Linked DNA regions of Ovis aries: region 2 is linked to region 1. The links are chromatin contacts, called in public Hi-C maps. All regions are on one chromosome and are shown on one strand. Each heading gives the region's core, a stretch centred on a gene start, on an enhancer-like site or on the middle of the called end of the contact. The rest is flanking DNA. Distances are from core to core; before and after follow the strand shown. Region 1 has its middle 16 kb from the start of RPS14. Region 2 overlaps NDST1 (N-deacetylase and N-sulfotransferase 1).

Region 1 (4,489 bases), core at 1,275-3,774:
GGTCAACCTAGATAGTATATTCAAAAGCAGAGATATTACTTTGCCAACAAAGGTCCATCTAGTCAAGGCTATGGTTTTTCCAGTAGTCAAGTATGGATGTGAGAGTTGGACTGTGAAGAAGGCTGAGTGCCGAAGAATTGATGCTTTTGAATTGCGGTGTTGGAGAAGACTCTTGAGAGTCCCTTGGACTGCAAGGAGATCCAACCAGTCCATTCTGAAGGAGATCAGCCCTGAGATTTCTTTGGAAGGAATGATGCTAAAGCTGAAACTCCAGTATTTTGGCCACCTCATGTGAAGAATTGACTCATTGGAAAAGACTCTGATGCTGGGAGGGATTGGGGGCAGGAGGAGAAGGGGACGACTGAGGATGAGATGGCTGGATGGCATCACTGACTCGATGGACGTGAATCTGAGTGAACTCCGGGAGTTGGCGATGGACAGGGAGGCCTGGCATGCTGCGATTCATGGGGTCGCAAAGAGTTAGACACAACTGAGCGACTGAACTGAACTGAACTGAACTGAGCAGACATCTATCTGTGCCCTCAAGTGTAACCTGTCAGCTTACTGTTTACTACCTAGCCTCCCCGGGAGATCCCCACGGCAGGGCCGTGTCTGTCCTGTCCGACACTGAGTCCTAAGGGCCCAGTCCAGTGCTTGGGCCATGGCAGATGTTCAACAGCTGTTTGGAAAACAGTGAGTGAATAAATGAATGGACACGGACACCCTTCCACCCCCTCTGCCTGCTCACTCTGCCTCTGCGCCCCAGAGAAGCACAGGGGTGCTCCCTGAATGTCCTGGTGCTCCGGATATCCCAACACAGAGAGCTGAGAGACCGAGGGGTGGCAGGCGGATCCTGAGACCTTGAGATGGGGACAGACAGAAGAGGCAAGCCCCGGAGGCAGGGCGGAGAGGGGAAGAGGAGGAAAAGTGGAAAGAGAAAGGAAATGGAGCCAGAGGAAGGAGAGAGGAGGCACACAAAGAGGGGCGAAGGAGTTGGTTGGGCTTGGGGATAATCCCGTTTCTCCTCTTTATTTGTGAAACTAATAATTACTATTAATACCTGGCCCCTCCCTGGCCCTTTCATCCAGGCTTGTGGGGAAATTTCAGAGATGAAAGTCCGGGGAGAGGGGGGTGGTGCTCTCAGAGGCAGGTCCCAGGGCTTCACAAGCACTAATTAAACTTGGCAGCCCCTTCCAGGTGGGAGCACTCCCTGGGCCTGGCCCGCCTCCCCTCCTTTGAGGGAGGCTCACTAACTGCAGCAGGGGGCTGGGGCGGTCAGCAGAGACAGCCGTGGGGGAGGTGCCAGAAAGAGGAACCTCACACCAGGTGGCACCGAAACCCAGGAGCCCGGCCTCCAACTGAAATTACAGCCCCATGCCAGAGGCCGCCCTCCCCCCTAGCTCCGGACCAGGGTCTGTGTCCCTGGGGCCATCTGCCAGATGGTGGTGGGGGAAGCACTCCTGCGAAGGAAGGTCTCAGCAGACAAAGAGGCAGAGTCAGCAAGTCCGGCTCCTCCACGCGACCCCAGGGCCACCTGAGTCCTGGTCTTTCACATCCTCAGGGGCCGTTTCCTTGCACCGCCCTCACAGAGGCCGCCCCTCTCCACCAGTCATCGACACCTCCAGCAGGCTCCCCGTCACACCTGCAGCCATGGGGCCCTCCTCACAGTCTCCCATTATTGAGCTGCCTGGCGTTTGGGCTGTGTGAGCGCATCCAGGCCCTTGACATTAAGTTCAACCTAGGGACTTCCCTGGTGCCCCAGTGTGTAAGACTCCATGCTCCCAAAGCAGGGGATCCAGGGTCAGCTCCTGGTCAGGGAGCTAGATCCCACATGCTGCAACTAAGAGTGTGCGTGCTACAACAAAGAGAGAAGGTCCCAGGCGCTGCAACTAAGTCTTGGTGCAGCCAAATAAATACTAAATATTTAAAGACTAATAAGTACAACCTACAGACTCCTGACTGATTCACTGGAAAAGACCCTGATGCCGGGAAAGATTGAATGCAGGAGGAGGAGAAGGGGGTGACAGGATGAGATGGTTGAATGGCATCACTAATTCAAGGAACATGGCTTTGAGCAAACTCCTGGAGATACTGAAGGATGGGGAAGCCTGGTGTGCTGCAGTCCATGCGATCACAAAGAGCTGGACGCTGTTTAGCGACTGAACAATGAACAACAGAGGCTCTGGAGATTATTTCAGCGGTCTCTACCTTTCCAAGGAGCCCCAACTCCTGCCCCATCTTTCTACTAGGATTTCACAGGGGTGGCTTCAAAATAACAGAGCCTGACCTTGTTTCCCGTCTTTCACCCAGCTCACACCCTCCCCAGGCTCTCCCACCTTGGGAAATGGCCCCACTGTCCACCTGTTGCTCATGCTTGGAACCTGGAATCATCCTCACCCCTATATGCAATCCATCTGAAAATCCTGCTGATTCTACTTCCAAAGTACCTCTCAAACCTAGACACTGTCCTCCACCTTCGCAGCTGCCAGCATGCTGTGAGCCACTATCGTCTCTCACCTGTGTGGTCATCTTCACAAAGCCAGAGTGGACTTTGAAATGCAAATCACACTGTGCGAGCCCTGCCTAAAGCTCCTCCCCCTTCTTACGGTTTGTAGATGGTAATACACACCTCTCACCAGGGTCCGTCAGACACCCTCTCCCCCCCCAACTCCGCCCCAGGGATGACCTCCCCTCCCTCCCCCCTCCCCCCAGCCCCCCATCCCTATGCAGCCCCTCAACACTTTCCCGCCTTGGCAGTTTTTGTTTCTCCTGCCCGCCTCACGGTTGCACCTTCTCACGGAGTCCTGTCACTGCCATTCTAAGACTGAGGCTCCCTCACCAACCCCCTAACCTTCTTGGGTCTGCTTGTCAGCTGGCTAACTCTGGCTGTCTCCCTGACAGCCTTCAGGGACTTCCTTGGTGGCTCAGACGGTAAAATGTCTGCCTACAATGAGGAAGACCAGGGTTCAATCCCTGGTTTGGGAAGATCCCCTGGAGGAGGAAATGGCAATCCATTCCAGTACTATTGCCTGGAAAATCCCATGGACAGAGGAGCCTGGTAGGGTACAGTCCATAGGCATGTCTGTTACCAGTTGCTTTATCGTTCACCAATGCCTAGCACGGTGCCTGGCACATAGTAGTAGGTGCTCAACAAACATGCTAAATGGATAAATGCCCAGGATTCATATCCCAGTACCGCCAACCCACTGGGCTCTGTTCTTCCATTCAGAGGACTTCAGCAAGTCCTTCACGAGTGGGTCCTGCCCCGTGGCTGGGATCTGTCCTAAGACGCCTGGTGGTGATCACTATTCACTTCACTTTGAACCAGCCAAGTGACCTTGGGCACGGCACCAACCTTCTCCTGTCTCAGCGTTCCACTTTGGAAAACTAATAGTCTGAGCTCCTGGGGTGTGACGAGGCCCTAAGGGAGAATGTACACCAAAGCCAAATCACAGCCATGTCCCAAGTAGACGTCCTGACAAAAGTGAAGATATACACACACGCTGACTTACGTTTACACTCCCCAAGCAACCTCGGGGCTCGGAAATTACAAAGCTTATCGCTGCCCCCATCCTCACACCAGTGTACCAGCCCCAGCCAAAGCCTGTCTGTCCCCCCAGAGGCCTGGTGATCGGGCGCCATCTAGTGGACAACTAGGAGAAAGACAGCATTCCAGCCTTCTGCAGTCCGCGGGGTGGGCGGGGCAGCTCCCTGGGACCCCACCCTGACAATCCTCAGTTCAGCTCAGTTCAGTTGCTCAGTCGTGTCCAACTCTTTGTGACCCCATGAATCACAGCACGCCAGGCCTCCCTGTCCATCACCAACTCCCGGAGTTCACTCAAACTCATGTCCATCGAGTCGGTGATGCCATCCAGCCATCTCATCCTCTGTCGTCCCCTTCTCCTCCTGCCCCCAATCCCTCCCACTATCAGAGTCTTTTCCAGTGACTCAACTCTTCGCATGAGGTGGCCAAAGTACTGGAGTTTCAGCTTTAGCATCATTCCTTCCAAAGAACACCCAGGACTGATCTCCTTTAGAATCGACTGGTTGGATCTCCTTGCAGTCCAAGAGACTCTCAAGAGTCTTCTCCAACACCACAATTCAAAAGCATCAATTCTTTGGCACTCAGCCTTCTTCACAGTCCAACCCTCACATCCATACATGACTACTGGAAAAACCATAGCCTTGACTAGACGGACCTTTGTTGGCAGAGTAATGTCTCTGCTTTCGAATATGCTATCTAGGTTGGTCATAACTTTCCTTCCACGGAATAAGCGTCTTTTAATTTCATGGCTGCAATCAACATCTGCAGTGATTTTAGAGCCCCCCAAAATAAAGTCTGACACTGTTTCCACTGTTTCCCCATCTATTTCCCATGAAGTGGTGGGACCAGATGCCATGATCTTTGTTTTCTGAATGTTGAGCTTTAAGCCAACTTTTTCACTCTCCTCTTTCACTTTCATCAAGAGGCCCTTTAGTTCTTCTTCAC
Region 2 (4,489 bases), core at 1,156-3,655, 43 kb before region 1:
AAATCCCATGGACAGAGGAGCCTGAAGGACTACAGTCCATGGAGTCACAAAGAGTTGGACATGACTGAATGGCTGAACTCAGCACGGGGCATGCACACCCACTGGCTACCTTTGTAGCTTATACTTCAAGCTCCAGCCTCAGGTGGGTAAACACAGTCCCATAGCTGACCTCCCTCCCTCATTTAGCTCCCTGATGGCTCAACAGGTAAAGAATCTACCTACAATGCAGGAGTCACAGGAAATGCAAGCTCAATCCCTGGGTCAGGAAGATCCCCAGAGAAGCAAATAGTAATCTACTCAGTATTCTTGCCTGAAAATTCCATGGACGGAGAAGCCTGGTGGGTTACAGTCCATTGGGTCACAAAGAGAGCGTCTCTGGTGGCTCAGTGGTAAAGAATCCATCTGCCAATGGAGGAGACACAGGTTCGATCCCTGATATGGGAATATCCCACAGTCAGGGCAACTAAGCCCGTGTGCCACAACTATTGAGCCTGTGCTCTAGAGCCAGGGAGCCGCAACAATTGAGCCGACATGCCTCAGCTACTGAAGCCTGCAAGCCCTAAAGCCCATGCTCCACAGCAAGATAAGTCACTACAATGAGAAGCCCTCATACCACAACCAGAGAAAGACACACACAGCAACAAAGATCCGGCACAGCCAAAAATAAAATAATAAATAAAAGTAAAAAGCAACAAAGGGTTGCAAAGAGTGGAACACAACTGAGCAATTAAGCACTTAAGTGCACACACACACACACACCAACCCCTGAGCACACCCGTGCGTGCAGTCCAGGCAGAGCAGACTTGGAGTGTTTCTACACACGGCTCTGTACCCTGGAGCCTGCAGATGGGGGCAGGACTGGAACTTATTACCTGTGCCTGGCACTGTGCTAAGCACTTTTACATACTTTATCTCAATTAATCCTTACAACTAATACTGTCATTCACCTTTACAGTTGCAGAAAATAAGGCTCAGCGATGTTAAGCCACTTAAACCACACAGCTAGTCAGTGGCAGAAATGAAATCTGAACCTAAACCCCCTGAAATGGTGACGGCTCCAGAGCCTACAGGGGAATCTTGGCAGGGACAGGGGAGAGCATGAGGGGGCCTCAGCTACCAAGCCCTCAACCAAGCCTCCACTGTGCTCTTTCAGCCCTAGGCCCAGCTTTCCCTGCCAAGGTGCTGGGGATAATGAATGAGATGCTCTGGTTGTCATGGAGATGCCATGGCAACACTGCACTTTCGGGAAATACCACGGTAACTGTGGCCACTGCTCTGTTGAAAGTCACTCATGACCCCACCCCCCATTCCAAAACACTCAGGTGCCCCCAGAATCCTCTCTAGGACCCAAAGAGAAAAGAGGCAGAGGCTACAAGGAACCTCTCAGAAACCAAGCTGTCTAGAGAGGAGGACTGGGGAGGAGGTCGAGCTCTGCCCTGGATGGACAGGTGGGCTCTGAAGTGAGACCAAGAGCTCCCTGAGCCTTTCATGGTGAAGTGCACCTAACAACCCAGGTCCCCCGCACTCACTGCCTCCACGTGCAGCAGGCCTCCCGTGAAGAGCGCTATGCGTCATGCTGTGTCATCCCAAACATCTGAGGGGCAGTGATGCGGTAGCTGCTAGCATCCTTGTTAAAGGTCTCTGTGCAAATCTCTCCACCTCTCCGAGTCTCAGTTTCCCCAGCGTAAAATGGGGTTTATACTACTTATTTATCTTGCAGGGCTACTGCCAAGACTGAGAGATGATCTGTGTAAAACTGCTCAGTGCCTGGCACATGGTGATTACAGGCTAACAAGATGATTATTCACTTAATGGATTTGGAAACTGAGACTCAAGAAGGAACTGGCCAAAGACCACACATCAAATTGATAGTGGATCCAGAAACAGGAAGAGAGGTCAGGTTTGGGCGCACACTGGAAGTTGGGAACAAGCAGATGACCCATTCCCTGTTTCCTCATTCTGTTCCTACTGAGCCCCGCCAGGTACCAAGCAGGGCACTGGGCACTGAAGGTGCAGACTTTGGGGCTCCAAGGTTCTAGGTCTCTGGCATGCTGCTGCTGTGGGCTGAATGGAGGCCAGTACCCAGAGCCCCACATGCTCACCCAGCCCAGATTTTATTTCCTGCCTGGGTCACTCCTGACCATGCCCCCTACTTCCTCCACACTCACAGGCACATGTATGGACAAGCAAACTTACATGGTGCTGAGATGTTCAAATGGATCAACACAGGCCTCCAGGCCACAGGCACAAGGATGGGGTGGGGAGTTGAGAAGAAGTGTGGGGAGAGCCCTGCAAACAGGCTTAAAAGTGTGTGAATGGGCGTTCAGCCTCAGGGAGGAGCGGCTGCCGGCTGGGCACTGGGAGCCCCACATGCAATCCCAGGGCCGTTCCCCACAGCTGACTTGGCCCCTCCCAGCCTGTCACACCCTCAGCACAGTCACACCACCGCCCATTACCCAGCCGCACCCCACAGTCACCCTGCTCCACCAGCTACCCAGCCCCAGCCTGCCCCACCCACCACATGTATAGCAAAGAAAATCCTTCACATTTGCTTCCCAGCTGTGCAGGAGTTTCTCTGGCGCAATCACACCCTTGGGAGGCTGAGACCAGAAGCAAATCCCTTCCTCTGTTGGAATCTGCGGCCCGCCCCATCCCCCACAGCCCCACAGCACCGCCTGGCTGAGGGCCAAAGGGCTGCCTATCCGTCACCCTGGAGTCCACAGCTGCCACCAAGGGACGGTCGGCAGTCTGGCTGAAGGGTCTCAGGACTGCAGAGTATATGGCCCACCCTGCGGTGAGCACACCGGGACAAGGAGGCCCAGAGAGATGAAAGGACCACCTTGGGTTGCACTACCAGGCCTACCCCACCCCCACCTGCCTTGGCCCATTTTCTTATCCACAAAAAAAGCCTACACATCCTCCTCCAAGGCCAGCCTCAGCTGAGAGTTGATTCCTCCAGCTCTGAATTTCAGAAGTCCTGGATGAGCTCTCCTGCCCTGTACCCCACCACAAAGGGCCAGACTGATGTGCCAGAGATGTCAGCTGCAATCAAGACTAGCACACCGGGCCCCAACTTCACCAAAAGCTTTCCAAGGTGAAGTGATCACCCACCCACGGTAGGTACGTAAGAGTGAAGTGCCCCTGCCAATGACCTTTCCCTTTTTCAATCTGCTACAAGGAACTGCCAAGCTAAACGTATTAAAGCATGAACTCCCATGTATTAGACATGATATGCCTGTACTACATGCTATTATTTACCCCACACCACACCACTATGAACAACATTCCCTTCATTTGACAGATGAGGAAACCGAGGCCCAGAGCAGTCTGGGGCTTGCTAACAAGTGGTAACTGGGAATCTCCCCAGCCCATCCATCCTTCAGCAGCATGCGCCCTCCAAGTCCACAGAGGACAGCTGACACAGGCCAGCGCCTGCACACCCCGTCCTCTGTTCCCTTCAAATGCTGCGCTTTCTGTTTTTGTTTTCAAGCATCTTATGTGTGTTTTAACATCAAAAGCAGCCTCTCATGATCCTGCCTGCAAGCAGACCCACAAATCAATCATCAATCAACAAGCAAACAGACCATAAAGCACTGGTTCACTCCCCGGTTCCCAACCTGGGGTCTGTGCTGGGTTCCTGGGAGGGGAATGCCCAACAAAACTCTCAAGAACCAACACTCCCTACTTGTTGAGAATTTGTCTTTCTTCCAGCAAGGCCTGAGTTGAGAGTGTACCTTTGCACCAGCTCTGAAAATGGGGTTTACTGAGCAAACAAACAAGACAGCAGGGCGGCAAAGTGGGGAGTGAGAGGGCACAGGACCTCTGCCCTTTGGCCCCACTGGAGCTCTCAGGCAAACAAACCAAGGCGGGCAGGACCCTCACAGAGCAAACTCTTCATTAGCCCCCAGAACTCCTCAAAATAGGGCTCTCTCCACCCAACGCCCAAATCCATCTATGCAATCAAATTCATTCCCAGTTATTTCTCTCAGGCTTGGATCACTGGCACTTGTGGGGGGCGGGGGGGACCAAACAGTAAGATATTTCTTTGCAAATATCCTAACCTCCCTCGCTGATGGCAGCCGGCACTGACTGAACTCCTGGTACCTTGCCAGCCAGACGCTGGCTTCCCTTGATTCATCACACCCAATCCTCACACCCTGAGATGTGGTGTCACTGATACGTGCACTTCACAGAAGGGAAATCTATGCTCAGAGAGGGGATGAAGCAACTGACTCAAGGTCACACAGCTGGGCAAGGACAGAGCTAGGACTACCCCAAGCCGGCCCACTTGGAGCCCCAGCCTCTGTGCAGCTGCCCAGCACTCCACACCATTCCTAAACTAGGTCTGCAGCCCAGAACCTACCCAGGGACGGGTAGGTTCCTGCTCCCTGCAGGTGACTGGCCCCAGTTGCCTCAATGCAGGCTGATCGGCATCCCTAGCAACAGGAAAGCATTCCTTCATGGACAGATGAGGCACCACAGGTCCCCA

The links. A called contact is a pair of places that touch in the nucleus more often than the background predicts.
Region 2: a contact with region 1 is called in a Hi-C map of liver, with 4 times the contacts expected there. The contact joins two enhancer-like sites. A contact is called at or near these places in 10 of 16 Hi-C or Micro-C datasets (blood, hypothalamus, liver and 6 more).

The regions. Positions count from the first base shown.
Region 1 is chr5:59,555,121-59,559,609 of ARS-UI_Ramb_v3.0, reverse strand. No RefSeq gene overlaps it. Among named protein-coding and RNA genes, the nearest start is that of RPS14, 16 kb to the right of the region's middle. Within about 2 kb of position 2,524, at least 5 of the 54 cell types and tissues checked have an H3K27ac peak or open chromatin away from gene starts, as enhancers often do. A contact at or near this core is called in liver, where this site is marked.
Region 2 is chr5:59,597,532-59,602,020 of ARS-UI_Ramb_v3.0, reverse strand. The region is part of intron 2 of NDST1 (N-deacetylase and N-sulfotransferase 1); the gene reads right to left. Among named protein-coding and RNA genes, the nearest start is that of NDST1, 23 kb to the right of the region's middle. Within about 2 kb of position 2,405, at least 35 of the 54 cell types and tissues checked have an H3K27ac peak or open chromatin away from gene starts, as enhancers often do. A contact at or near this core is called in liver, where this site is marked.